2 separate regions of the Muntiacus reevesi genome follow, and region 2 is linked to region 1. A link is a contact called in public Hi-C data. All regions are on one chromosome and are shown on one strand. The core of a region is the stretch at or near the end of the contact, and the rest is flanking DNA. Distances in the headings are between cores, read along the strand shown.

The links. A called contact is a pair of places that touch in the nucleus more often than the background predicts.
Region 2: a contact with region 1 is called in a Hi-C map of muscle, with 4 times the contacts expected there. The contact joins the promoter of INIP here to the promoter of HSDL2 in region 1. A contact is called at or near these places in 2 of 3 Hi-C or Micro-C datasets (blood and muscle).

What each region holds. Positions count from the first base shown.
Region 1 is chr10:32,546,298-32,552,867 of mMunRee1.1, reverse strand. It overlaps HSDL2 (hydroxysteroid dehydrogenase like 2), which reads right to left and starts at 2,194. Exons shown (of 11, transcript XM_065947165.1): 1 at 2,091-2,194. The coding sequence starts at 2,182.
Region 2 is chr10:32,760,487-32,767,994 of mMunRee1.1, reverse strand. INIP (INTS3 and NABP interacting protein) reads left to right here and starts at 2,967. Exons shown (of 5, transcript XM_065947274.1): 1 at 2,967-3,123; 2 at 4,395-4,477. The coding sequence starts at 4,453.

The DNA of each region.
Region 1 (6,570 bases), core at 945-3,444:
CTATTCATACAAGAATTCAGAGGTGGAATTTCTAACAGAAAGAAAAAATAACTAGTCAGTCAATGGTGCTGGAACAACTGTACAGCCAGCCATCTGAACCAAAATGAAGTGGGTTTCCTAACTCACTTCCTATGCTGAAATCTGAGTCAGGGAGGAAGAAAAAGCGCACGAAAATTCCAGAAGAAAACTTACAAATTAAAAAAAAATCTTTGTTTGAGATGGCCTTTTATAGCTTTGTCACAAAAACACGAAAGTCTTAAAAGATAACTTGATTATCATTGATAACTCTGATTCAATAAAACCACATGGTTCTGCATGATAAACAAATAGGATAATCAAATTCAAGATGCAATGAAAAAACACTGAGAAAAAATTTCTAACATGTATGATATAGAACAAATTACTTTTCAGTAGAGAGATCTCAGAGATCAATCAAAAGCCTAACTGTGTAAGCCAGGCAAAGGAAAAGATACACAGATGGTTTTAAACCAGGATTTCTCAATCTCTACACCATAGACATTTTGGGCAAGATAATTCTTTACTGTAGGGGGCTCTCCTGTGCCTTATGTTTGCCAGCATCCCTGGACCCCTCATTAGATGCCAGTAGCACCCCACTCAATTGTGACAATGTGTTCCCAGATATTGCCTAATGTCCCATGGGTATTAAAATTACTCCTCAACAAGAACTGCTGCTTTAAACATATAAAAAGATCTGCTTCCTCACTCTTTGGTGCAGATTTTAACTATAATGAGGTGTCATTTTTTCCTCTAGTTAGATTTTTATTATCAAAACAAGTATTTTTACTATCAGACATTTTGCTGTTTACCAATGTGTTGGGTTAGGAAATCACATTAATTCTTCTCAGTGTGCAGCCTCTTTGGAGGGCTTTTGGTATTAGCCATCAAACTTGAAATGCTTACACTCTTTGCTCCAGCAGCTTCATTGCCAAGAATTTATCACGTGGATACACTCAAATATGTGCAAAACAGGTGAATACAAGGATAATCACGGCAGAAAAGATGGAGTAATAAAAAAGCTAGAAATGATCTGGTATCCAGTGATGGGGATAGGTTAAATAAATAGAACATTAAAAGGGAGAAAGATCTAAATGTACTGAAAACAGGTCCCAAGACATATTAAATGACAGGTAAAAATAGCAAGACCCAAAAGGGGCTTTGCTATTATTTTGTAAAGTGGAGAGTGTGTTTGTACGTGTTTAGGATTGTGTACCCAAATATGTTTATAAATACACAGAGTATCTTTGGAAACCCACCAGAGAGTAAGTAGGGGACTGAAAGTTAAGAATAAGGAAACAACCTTTGGAGCTTTTTAAGTCTTTTGGCCATGCGCCTATATATTTCAAGCAAACTTCAGAACGAACATGTCACTCAGCTCAAAACGTCCATACAGTACATAAACGGAAAATAGAATGGGATGGGGGGAAGGTGCAGAGCTTGCTTCTCAAGTCGAAAAAGTTCTGGAAACTGGTTGCACAACAGTCCAAACATTCTTAACACTACTTAACTGTACACTTATCAATGGTGACGATGGCAAACCTTACGTGTATTTTAGCAAAACTCAGTATCATCTCAAAGTAAAAAAAAAAACAAAGCCTCCCCAAAAGACACTCATCCTTAAAGGTTAGCTTAGTTTGTTACTAGCTTGAAACTCCTTTTTAAACGCCCCTTATTTTCTCCTTCCAGAATTGAGATCTGCATAAGTGGGGGACTCATTAACAGTAAGAGCACAAGAGTTCCTGTGACCTTTCACCCAGGACACGCGGCCTCCAGCAAGACAAGCAGCTGTATCTCTAAACCCAAAGTTGGGACCCGCCCTAGAGGGGGCGGGATGCCTCACTCCGGATCCGTTATCTATGAGATTTTAACACGACTGCCACCCTGAAGTACACACCTCTGCGCTACTTTTCACAAGTTACCGCAGGTTAGAGGAATACTACATCCAGCGCGAACCAGCGTTTCAGATCGCTCCGAGCTGTATCATTAATCCTCCCACCGCCGGGCCAGGACCACCCAAGTGAGCCACTCTGCCTGGGCCGGTTTCCTCCCCCACGGCGCCAAATTACCCTTACCCGGTGTTGGGCAACATGACTGCCGCAGATCGGAGTCGGTGGCGACACGGACTCAACGAGCGACCACAGAAAGGTTGATTTTTCCCCAGCATTTAGCCCCGCCCCAGACCCCGCCCCTGGGTCCCGCCCCCCGAACTCTGCGGGAGGTGCTGGGCTCTCCAAGAGGGGGGAGGTGGCTGAGTGCGCCTGCGCACGCAGTGGGCCTCGGTGGCGCGCGGCGCTGGTTTCCTCTCCGCAGCCTGTCCTCTAGAAACCCGCGCTACGCGCAAGCGCTGTGAGAAACAACTCCGCCCCGCCCCTCCTGCGGGGTCTCTACGGTGACAATTGGCCTCCAGCCTGCGCGTCTAGAGGTACCGGGCGCGTCAGCCGCCGAGTACGCCTTTTCCCGGCCTGTGGACGTTTCCCCGCCGCCACGCCGAGTTCCTTTGCCAGGGGGGTGGCCGTTTGAGATGTGCATTAGGGACCTTGAGGGCTGAGATGCTGGTTCTCAGCGGACTTTGGCGCTTGGTCCCCTCGCCGTCCACGCTGGCACCAGGACATCTGTCTGCCTGGCTGCGCGCGCGCCCTCGGAGGCCCGTCTTAGGAACGCTTTTCCTGGGCAGATAAACGCTCTTCTCCTAGAAGCCGGCCGGCGGCGCATTTCGACTATCCCACTGAATCTGGACTAAAGCCAGCCGGAGAGCAGCTTGACAGCCCTGTGGTGAGAAGTGGCTTCTGAATCTGGGCTCTGCAGTAGTCACTCTTGCCGAAGAACTCGGAGTTAACTCTGATTTTTCTACTCTTTGTCAATATCTCGGGGAGGAAATACCCAGACTCAGTGCTGGAATAAGGTGAATTCTGGGACTTAGTATTGCTTTTGGTAGTATACCTTGGACATAACTCAGCTACCCTAATGAACTAGAGACTGCCACAATACTTTTAGGGAGACGTGAAGAAATTCTGTTTTGAAGAGGTTCAGTTCAGTTCAGTCGCTCAGTCGTGTCGGACTCTTCTCTGACCAAGAGTCCATGCAGGCCCATGGACTGCAGCACTCCAGGCTTCCCTGTCCATCACCAACTCCTGGAGCTTACTCAAACTCATGTCCATCAAGTTGGTGATGCCATTCAGCCATCTCATCCTCTGTCGTCCCCTTCTCCTCCCACCTTTAGTCTTTCCCAGCATCAGGGTCTTTTCCAAGGAGTCAGTTCTTCCCATCAGGTGGCCAAAGTCTTGGAGCTTCAGCTTCAGCACCAGTCCTTCCAGTGAACATTCAGGACTGATTTCCTTTAGGATTGACTGATTTGATCTCCTTTCAGTCCAAGGGTAAAACAGGGTAGAATAAGGCTGAAGAGGTAGAACAGGATAATGAGGTTGTTATGTAAGGACTAGCTGAAGAAACTAACCTGGAAATAGGATATGTACTCTCCCTTTTATCAGAAGCCGTAAATATCTCAGTTTACTCATTTATATCACTTGCCAGTGTCATAGCGTTTGAATTTTCCATCTATGATATGGTCCTTAGAGACTCCAGAGAATTTACTTATTCAGGAAGTATTAGCAACTATGGGTGCTGGTCAATGGAGATACAGCTGGACCAAAAGAAGGCAAGGTCTCTCCCTATGTAAGAGGAATGAGGAGTAACCAAGGTGTTCTTTAGGCTGTCCAACTCTTGGCAACCCCGTGGACTGCAGCCCATCAGGCTCCTCTGTCCATAGGTTTTCCAGGCGAGAATACTGGAGTGGGTTGCCATTTCCTTCTCCAGGAGATCTTCCCAACCCAGGGATCAAACCCCTGTCACCTGCACTGGTAGGCAGAGTCTTGAACACTGAGCCACCAGGGAAGCCTGTGTTGTAATATTAGGTGTTCTGAAAAGAGTGATGATAGAAACTGTTGGTGGAAAAAATACTCTCCATTCATTCAAGAAAGTGAAGACAACCTACAGGGCGAGAGAAAATATTTGCAAATCATATATCTGATAAGGTATCCAGAATCTATAAAGAGCTCTTACTACTCCAGCAATGAGAAGATGAGCAACCTCCAAATTTAAACATGAGCAAAGGACCTCAATAGACATTTCTCCAAAGAAAACATGTGAACAAACCGCAAGCACATGAAAGGAGGCCCAAACAGCATTTGTTTTTAGGGAAACACAAATCAAAACCACAGTGAGATTTCACTATACACCTACCAGGATATCTGTAATAGAAAAGATGGAGCAATTTTCCTGGCAGTTCTGTGGTTAAGATTCCTCACTTCCACTGCAGGAGGCATGGGTTCCATCCCTGATGAGGGAACTAAGATCCTGCATGCCACTTGGTACAGCCAAAAAAAAAAAAAGATGGAAAATATTGTGTTGGCTAAGATGTAAAGTAGTTGAAACCCTCAAACATTGCTGGTGGGAATGTAAAATAGCACAGCCACTTTGGAAAACAGTTTTGCAGTTCCTCCAAAAGTTAAAACATAATTACCAGCTACTGGATGTCTACATACAGAAGAACAATTCCACTTTTGGGTATATACCCAAGAGAAAGGAAACGTGTTGAGAATAACCACTAGATGGCGTTGGTATATTAAAATTCTCCACTATATAATACTGCAAAATGTTAATTTGTGTTAACAATTTGTGATACATGTTATAATCTGATTTGGATTAAGGCAAAAATAACATAAATTTCTTTATAGGATTGTTATAAAAGGGAAATATGAGGACGCATAAATTTTAAGTTCCTTAAAGTAATGCTTTGTATCAATAAAACAGGATGTGATGGTCTAATCTGTATTACTGTTTTTTCAGTTATCACAGAATAGGTCAATGTGTCTTCGGTTGTTTGACTTCTAAAGTCTATCAAGTTTAATTCTTCAGTGTTAGTGATTTTCAAATACATAGGAGACTGAAAATGAACTTAAATTGAAATATCAAAGGATATGATGTTAAAAGGGGCATTCCAGGTGGCACAGTGATAAACAATCCTCCTGTCAATGCAGGAGATTCAAGAGACTCAGGCCTGGTTGGGGAAGATCCCCTGGAGTAGGAAATGGCAACCCACTCCCGTATTCTTGCCTGGAAAATGCCATGGACAGAGAAGCCTGGTGGGCTACAGTCCTTTGGGTCCCAAAGAATCAGACATGACTGAGCACACACACACGATGTTAAAAACAAGTTTAATCTTAAATTATCAAATAAGGACTCTTCTAACCCTGACCTTGTATAAGAATATATTTTCTTAAAGTGTATAATGCACTCAAGTTTGTTGACCACAACCCACATAAATAAGTTTTTCATCCACACCTAGTAAACTTTTCTATTTAAATCCATTGTATACTACTCTGTTTTTTTTTTTTTTAATTTGATTGTAACCTACAACATTATTTCAATGACTCATTCATGGATCATAACCTACCATCTGGAAAACACTGCTTTACTGTGTTGTAATTTGCCACTGTAATTTTTCAACTTGCCTTTTAAGATATTCTAGGTTCCTTCAGTCAAATGTAAAATTATTAATTGATGGTTAGAAGCCAACAATGGAGAAGGCAATGGCAACCCACTCCAGTACTCTTGCCTGGAAAACCCCGTGGATGGAGGAGACTTGTAGGCTGCAGTCCATGGGGTCGCTAGGAGTAGGACACGACTGACCGACTTCACTTTCACTTTTCACTTTCATGCGCTGGAGAAGGAAATGGCAACCCGCTCCAGTGTTCTTGCCTGGAGAATCCCAGGGATGGGGGAGCCTGGTGGGCTGCCACCTATGGGGTCGTACAGAGTCGTACACAACTGAAGCGACTTAGCAGCAAGCAGCAGCATCAGAAACCAACAATACCATATGACTAAGAACAGGTGCTTTCAAGGGCATTTGAAGAGTCAGGGATCATTTGAAACTTTTCTTTCACCCACAAAATAGCACACCCTACTTTAGAAGGTGAAATGGAGAAATCTTGGGGATTTTGAGTATGTAACAGTTGTTTCTGACAATGTACCAATCTTCCCAGTAGGACCCCTCGCTGTACCTTTTGTTGCTCAATGAATTATTGCCGCTCATTTAATTAGTAACAATAGGATATTAACCTCTTTGCTGTATTATAATGTCTATATTTTTCTCATAATACATTATTCCAACAATCTAGCGAAAGTGAAACTTTCTCTGTAATATCACCCTTGAGAGATAATCATTGTTAATAGTTTGGCATGTATCCTTTGAAATTTTAATATAGATTTTGATTGCATTTAAAGCAAAAGGGTCGATCACAACAAACTGTGGAAAATTCTTAAAGAGATGGCAATACCAGAACACCTTTCCTGCCTCCTGAGAAACCTGTATGCAAGTCAAGTAGCAACAGTTAGAACCAGACATAGAACAACAGACTGGTTCAAAATTGGGAAAGGAGTACATCAAGGCTGTATATTGTCACCCTGCTTATTTAACTGATATGCAGAGTACATCATGTTACATGGCGGGTGAATGAAGCACAAGCTGGAAGTAAGACTGCCGGGAGAAGTATC
Region 2 (7,508 bases), core at 1,718-4,217, 210 kb before region 1:
ACTGCACTCAGGTTGCCAGGTCCAAGAGGGGCTTAATGAAGTGTCGTGAATTCTCTACGGAGCCCACTGAAAACAGTAGGGTTCAATCTATTTAATTAAAGGGACAGAACAGTGGCAAAAGAAAAGTTTCTCTTTAAAGTCAATCAATCTGGACTTCCTTGGTGGTCCAGCCCTTAAGAATTCTGCCAATGCAGGAGACACGGGTTTGATCCCTGAGTCAGGAAGATGGAGAAGGAAATGGCAACCCACCCCAATATTCTTGCCTGGGAAATCCCATGGACAGAGAATGGTGGGCTATAGTCCGTGAGGTCACAAAAGAGTTGGACACAACTTTGTGACTAAACAACAAGTTATCATACTGGCTTCAGGAGGAAGCACCTCACAGACTGTTACCTGGAATTTCCTTATCAGGTGACAGAGCCCCACGTCTATCACACGCATTCCTTTTGTCTTGGACTTTCCACTAGTAGATATGTAGGACTTACATATTTATCAAACCAGTCAATCCTAAAGGAAACTAACCCTGAATACTCATTGGAAGGACTGATGCTGAAACTGAAGCCCTAATACTCTGGCCACCTAATGCAAAGAGTCAATTCATTGAAAGAACTTGATGCTGGGGACGATTGAGGGGAGGAGCAGAAGTGGGAGACAGAGGACAAGATGGTTGGATGGCATCATCAATTCAATGGACATGAGTATGAGCAATCTCCAGGATATAGTGAAGGACAAGGAAGCCTGGCATGCTGCAGTCCATGGGGTTGCAAAGAATTGGACACAACTGTGAGACTACAACAACAATATACTTACCTGAACTATTGACTAGATAGATGGGTGACACAGTGGTAAAGAATCTGCTTGCCAACGCAGGAGACTCAGGAGATGCAGATTCGATCACTGGGTTGAGAAGATCACCTGGAGGAGGAAATGGCAACCCACTCCAGTATTCTTGCTTGGAAAATTCCATGGATAGAGGAGCCTGGTGGGCCATATATAGTCCATGGGGTCGCAAAGAGCCGGATATGACTGAGCAGACACATTGACCAAGATATGGTCAGGCACACTGACCAGTGAAACACAGATCTTTTTTTCTTTTCTTTTTTAAGAGTTTACATTTTGCAAACTTTATTCAACATTTTCCTTTTTCAAACTGTGGTTTCAGATCTGACTATCCAACGTGTTGATAGACATGTAGCTCTACTGTGCTGGCATTAGGCAATCCCACAAGGAGTGACTTCTTGATCTGAGATGTGATACATCCACTTCTTAAATACACACTATTGCAATTGCACAGCAGTAAAAAATTTCTACAAGTTTCACTTCAGTCGCTCAGTCGTGTCGGACTCTGCGACCCAATGAACTGCAGCACGCCAGGCCTCCCTGCCCATCACCAATGCCCGGAGTCCACCAAAACGCCTGTCCATTGATTCAGTGATGCCATCCAACCATCTCGCCCTCTGTCGTCCCCTTCTCTCCTGCCCTCAATCTTTCCCAGCATCAGGGTCTTTTCAAATGAGTCAGCTCTTTGCATCAGGTGGCCAATGTATTAGAGTTTCAGCTTTAACATCAGTCCTACCAATGAACACCCAGGACTGATCTCCTTTAGGATGGACTGGTTGGATCTCCTTGCAGTCCAAGGGACTCTCAAGAGTCTTCTTCAACACCACAGTTCAAAAGCATCAATTCTTCGGCACTCAGCTTTCTTTATAGTCCAACTCTCACATCCATACATGATCACTGGAAAAGCATAGCCTTGACTAAACCGACCTTTGTTGACAAAGTAATGTCTCTGCTTTTTAATGTGCTGTGTAGGTTGGTCATAACTTTCCTTCCAAGGAGTAAGCGTCTTTTAATTTCTTGGCTGCAATCACCATCTGCAGTGATTTTGAAGCCCTTAAAAATAAAGTCAGCCACTGTTTCCACTGCTTCCCCATTTATTTGCCATGAAATGATGGGACCAGATGCCATGATCTTAGTTTTCTGAATGTTGAGCTTTAAGCCAACTTTTTCACTCTCCTCTTTCACTTTCATCAAGAGGCTCTTTAGTTCTTCTTCACTTTCTGCCATAAGGGTGATGTCATCTGCATATCTGAGGTTATTGATATTTCTCCCAGCAATCTTGATTCCAGCTTATGCTTCCTCCAGCCCAGGGTTTCTCATGATGTGCTCTGCATAGAAGTTAAATTAGCAGGGTGACAATATACAGAGGGACTCCTTTTCCTATTTGGAACCAGTCTGTTGTTCCATGTCCAGTTCTAGCTGTTGCTTCCTGACCTACATACAGGTTTCTCAACAGGCAGGTTAGGTGAGCTGGTATTCCCATCTCTTTCATAATTTTCCACAGTTTACTGTGATCCACACAGTCAAATGCTTTGGCAGAGTCAATAAAGCAGAAGTAGATGTTTTTCTGGAACTCTCTTGCTTTTTCAATGATCCAACGGATGTTGGCAATTTGATCTCTGGTTCCTCTGCCTTTTCTAAAACCAGCTTGAACATCTGGAAGTTCACGGTTCACGTATTGCTGAACCTGGCTTGGAGAATCTACAAGTTTAGTGCTTATCTTATGTTTAATTAAAGTAGAAAAGTATCCCCGGGATCTGTGTACATTAAGATGCGCAACCCCAACAGGGTTGTTAAAGCTCGCTCTCCGAGTGCCAACCGCAGGCAGCTCTGCCTCAGTCCCAACCTAAGTGGATTCACACTTGCTGGGATGGTGGCTTTTCTCCCCCCAGCGGTCTGGACGGAATAGTTACTTGCGGTGCTAGGGACCCATTCTGTCTCTGCCCCGCCCCTACGTCCCTGCGCGCCCCGCCCCCTTCTGGCCCCGCCCCCCGGCCTGCAAGTTCCATGAGCCTCTCTGGCTGCCACTCTTTGGAAAGGAAGTGGCGTATGCATGAGGTTGGCAGTTAAAGTACGAATCACCGTGAGGAGCGGCCGTTGGGTCCAGGCGGGAGGCGGGACTTCCGCTCCACGTAGGTAGGTCACTGGGAGGCGGAAGAGCAGCGGGGGCTGGAAGGTTGTAGAGTTACATGTTGAGCTCGAGTTGCGGGTGTTTAAGTGGTCGCGCCCCTTTTGGAGAACGCGACCTGACGGCTAGGCGGTCCTGGGCTCTTCCGCCTCGCGGTAAGTAGGATCGCCTGGCGGCGCCGGTTATGGAGGTGTGTGGCCCCGGTGCTGACCTGCCGCCGTCCCTTGCCATAGGACAGTGGCTTCCCCGTCAGCTTTGCCTCCCAGCATTCACTCCCCGTGTTGTCCTGGGTCTCAGCCGCAGCCGCTGCGCCAGCCTTCCACGCACGCTCCAGGCACCCTTCTGAGACGCTGGTCCAACCTTGTCACGTCTCTGCTTGACGTCCCCATCACAAGATGGCCCTCTTGTTCCTCCCTTCCTAACCCCGTTTCGCCTGCTCTGTACTTAAGCCGCAGGAGACACCTAACATTATTTTCTTCAAAACCGACATTTGTTTACTAGCTCTTTCCCTTTCGCGCGCATATTAGAAGGCATACCTCGTCATGCCAGTAGAATCAGTTCGTCTCTGCTCACAGAGCGTTGTTTACGCCTTGTAAAAAGCGCGTATTAAACTTTTTTTAGTATGGTTGTTTGAATGAGACTGTGTTTTCCTACTGGATTGTACATTTCATGAGAGCAAGAGTAGGATCTTGCTCATTTGGGATCTACCCAAGGCCTAGTTCAAAAGCACGAAGTTTAAAACTAATCTTATTCGCACTAGCTTCATCACCTTGGGCATAATCTCCCCATTTATAAAGTGGTGATAAATAAAATAAACTAATTTCAGTCATCTTACATAGTGTACAGAGTATATACTGGATAAATATTCGGCTTGTTTCCCTTTTTAGCCTTGAGCAGTATACACAGTAGTTGTTAGGTAGGTATCTTAAATGAATCCAAAGGCACTATAGTTGAGTGATTTTTGCTTCCTAGCCCTGTAATCGCATTGATAGCATCAATTAGTTGATACATTTGGTAGTATTTGGTAAACATAACCTAATGATGTAATTAAAGACAGTAATGCTAACTGTTGGTATCAACATCTGCAAGAATAAACATTTGACTTTCACTCTCTAATTAAGTGGGCTTCCCAGGTGGTGCTAGAGGTAAAGAACCCATCTGACAATGAGGGAGACATAAAAGACGATGGTTCCATCCCTGGGTCAGGAAGATCTCCTGGAGTAGGAAATGGCAACCCACTCCAGTATTCTTGTCTGGAAAATCCCATGGACACAGGAGCCTGGCAGGCTTTAAGGTCACAGAGTCAAACATGACTGAAGCAACTAAGCCCTCTAAATAACTTGAGGTGTTTGCTTTAAGTTGTGTGCCTTTCAGACATATATTTCTGAAGAGATGAAGATAAGTGTGTACACATTATTTTTCACAGGTGTTTGTAAAGTGCTGCCCAGTTACCCCTGAACATAGTTGAAACAGAAAATAGGAAGATGGCAGCAAACCCTTCAGGACAAGGTAAGTGCATCCTGGAATTTCTTTTATTACTAGGAACTTTTCCCCTCAAAGTATTTTGATAGAAAATTTAGCATAGGGCAGTTACTGTAGCTGGAATTAAAAATGAATAGCAAAAAGAAAAGACTAGCAAAGTAAAATCTCATATTTGAAGCAATTCCAACATTTTGTCTATATGTCAGTCAGTTCAGTCGCTCAGTCGTGTCCAACGCTGCGACCCCATGAACCACAACACGCCAGGCCTCCCTGTCCATCACCAACTCTCGGAGTTTACTCAAACTCATGTCCATCGAGTCAGTGATGCCATCCAACCATCTCATCCTCTGTCGTCCCCTTCTCCTCCCGCCTTCACTCTTTCCCAGCATCAGGGTCTTTTCAAATGAGTCAGTTCTTCACATCAGGTGGCCAAAATATTGGAGCTTCAGCATCAGTCCTTCCAATGACTATTCAGGACTGATTTCCTTTAGGATGGACTGGTTGGATCTCCTTGCTGTCCAAGGACTCTCAAGAGTCTTCTCCAACACCACAGTTTAAAAGCATCAATTCTTTGGCGCTCAGCTTTCTTTATAGTCCAACTCTCACATCTGTACATGACCACTGGAAAAACCATAGCCTTGACTAGATGGACCTTTGTTGGCAAAGTAATGTCTCTGCTTTTTAATATGCTGTCTAGGTTGGTCATAACTTTTCTTCCAAGGAACAAACAAACGTCTTTTCAGTTCATGGCTGCAGTCACCATCTGTAGTGATTTTGGGGCCCCCCAAAATGAAGTCTATCACCGTTTCCACTGTTTCCCCATCTATTTGCCATGAAGTGATGGGACCAGATGCCATGATCTTAGTTTTCTGAATGTTGAGTTTTAAACCAGATTTTCACTCTCCTGTTTCACTTTCATCAAGAGACTCTTTATTTCTTCTCTTTCTGCCATCAGGGTGGTGTCATCTGCATATGTGAGGTTATTGATATTTCTCCTGGCAATCTTGATTACAGCTTGTGCTTCATCCAGTCCAGCATTTCTCATGCTGTACTCTGCATATAAGTTAAATAAGCAGAGTGACAATATAAAACCTTGACATACTCCTTTCCCAGTTTGGAACCAGCCTGTTGTTCCATGTCCAGTTCTAACTGTTGGCTTCTTGACCTGTGTATCGATTTCTCCGGTTAGGTGGTCTGGTATTCCCATCTCTGTAAGAATTTTCCAGAGCTTGATGTGGTCCACACATTCAAAGGCTTTGGCATAGTCAATGAAGCAGAAGTAGATGTTTTTATGGAACTCTCTTGCTTTTTAAATGATCCAGCAGATGTTGGCAATTTGATCTCTGGTTTCTCTGTCTTTCCTAAATCCAGGTTGAACATCCGGAACATCTAAATCCTATGTTTTAATCTGTGTTAATATTGCTCACATTGTAAACTTTAGGTCCTCCTCTGACATTTGTTCTCTTACTTTCTTACTTGAGATCAGAACCACTTTTGAAGAAGTTAATATTGTCATTGGGCCATATCCATGCCTTTATTTTCATTTGCTTGAAAAACTTTCCATATACATTTCATCTGTATTAAGAGCTCCTTAAAGCAAATCAAGTTAGATACATCCCAAGGAAGGAGTTTTTGTTTAGTTTAAAAGTAAGTTTTCAAAAGCAAAGTTTAATTTCCAGAAAGTATTCAGTTCCACCTTATAAGTGAAAATTACAGACTTACAAACCTACTTGAAAAATTGAAACAAACTTCTGTTTTCCTCTCCATATCAAAATTAAGCATCCATTTGACAGATCTTATTTTTATATTAATCTTGGTCATGTTTCATTTTAAATGTCATATAAACATGTTTGTGTCCAGCTCACACTCACTATGCTGTCTGTGAGAATCATCCATGTTGTGCCATGTATCAATTGTTCATTCTTTTTTATTGCAGACTAGTATTCCATTGCATGAATTTACCACAGTTTCCTTATTCATTTTCCTTTTTGGAGACTTTGGGGTTCTATCAGTTTGGGTCATTGTGAATAAAGCTGCTTTGAATATTTGTCAGTCTTTTTGCAGATATTTGGATAAATAACTAGGAGTGGAGCAGTGGAGTGTACTTTACATTCCCTCTAGTAAAGTGTGATAATTCTGGTTGCTCCATATAGAGCACTGTTGGTCTTTTCAATGTTAGGCATTTTAGAGAGTGTAAAGTGACATCTCATTGTGGTATTAGCTTTCATTTCCCTGATGACAAATGTTGGGCACTTTATAATGTGCTTATTGGCCATTGCAAATCTTTGTTAAGTGTTTGGTCAGACTTCCTTTTGCTCATTTCTTAAAAAATTGGGTTATTTTTATTATCAGTTTTTTTTTTAAGAGTCTAGATACAGGTTCTGTGTCACTGCTAATTACATCACCTAAATCAATCATTTTGGAGTTGGTTTCTGTTGACTGCATTTTCTTTTCTTTTTTTTGAGTATGGGTCACATTTTTCTTTTTCTTACTGTAACTCAAAGTCGCTCAGTCATGTCTGACTTTTTGCGACCCCATAGACTGTACAGTCCATGGAATTCTCTAGGCCATAATACTGGAATGGGTAGCTTTTCCCATTTCCAGGGGACCTTCCCAACCCAGGGATCGAACCCAGGTCTCCCACATTGCAGGTGGATACTTTTCCAGCTGAGCCACAAGGGAAGCCCAAGTTTCTTACTAAGTGATTTGTTATGAAATCCTGGGTACTGTGACTAATACACTATAGAATCCCTGGATTCTGTTATATTCCTCTGAAATGTGATTTTTGTTCTAGCAGATGGCTTGGCTCAACTCATACTCCAAACAGACTCTTGTCTCCTTTATGTTGGGCTACAGCAGCTGAAATCTTGCTCACTTTTTTTTAATCTTAAACAATAGTCTTTATTTTTACACAAGGCAGTAAAATGGTGCGCCTCCTCAAAGGGACTTGGAATTAGAAAATGCATCCTGGGTGTGAAAGTTTTAGTTGCCAAGTTGCGTCCAACTCTTTGTGACCCCATGGACTGCAGCCTGCCAGGCTCCTCTGTTCATGGGGTTT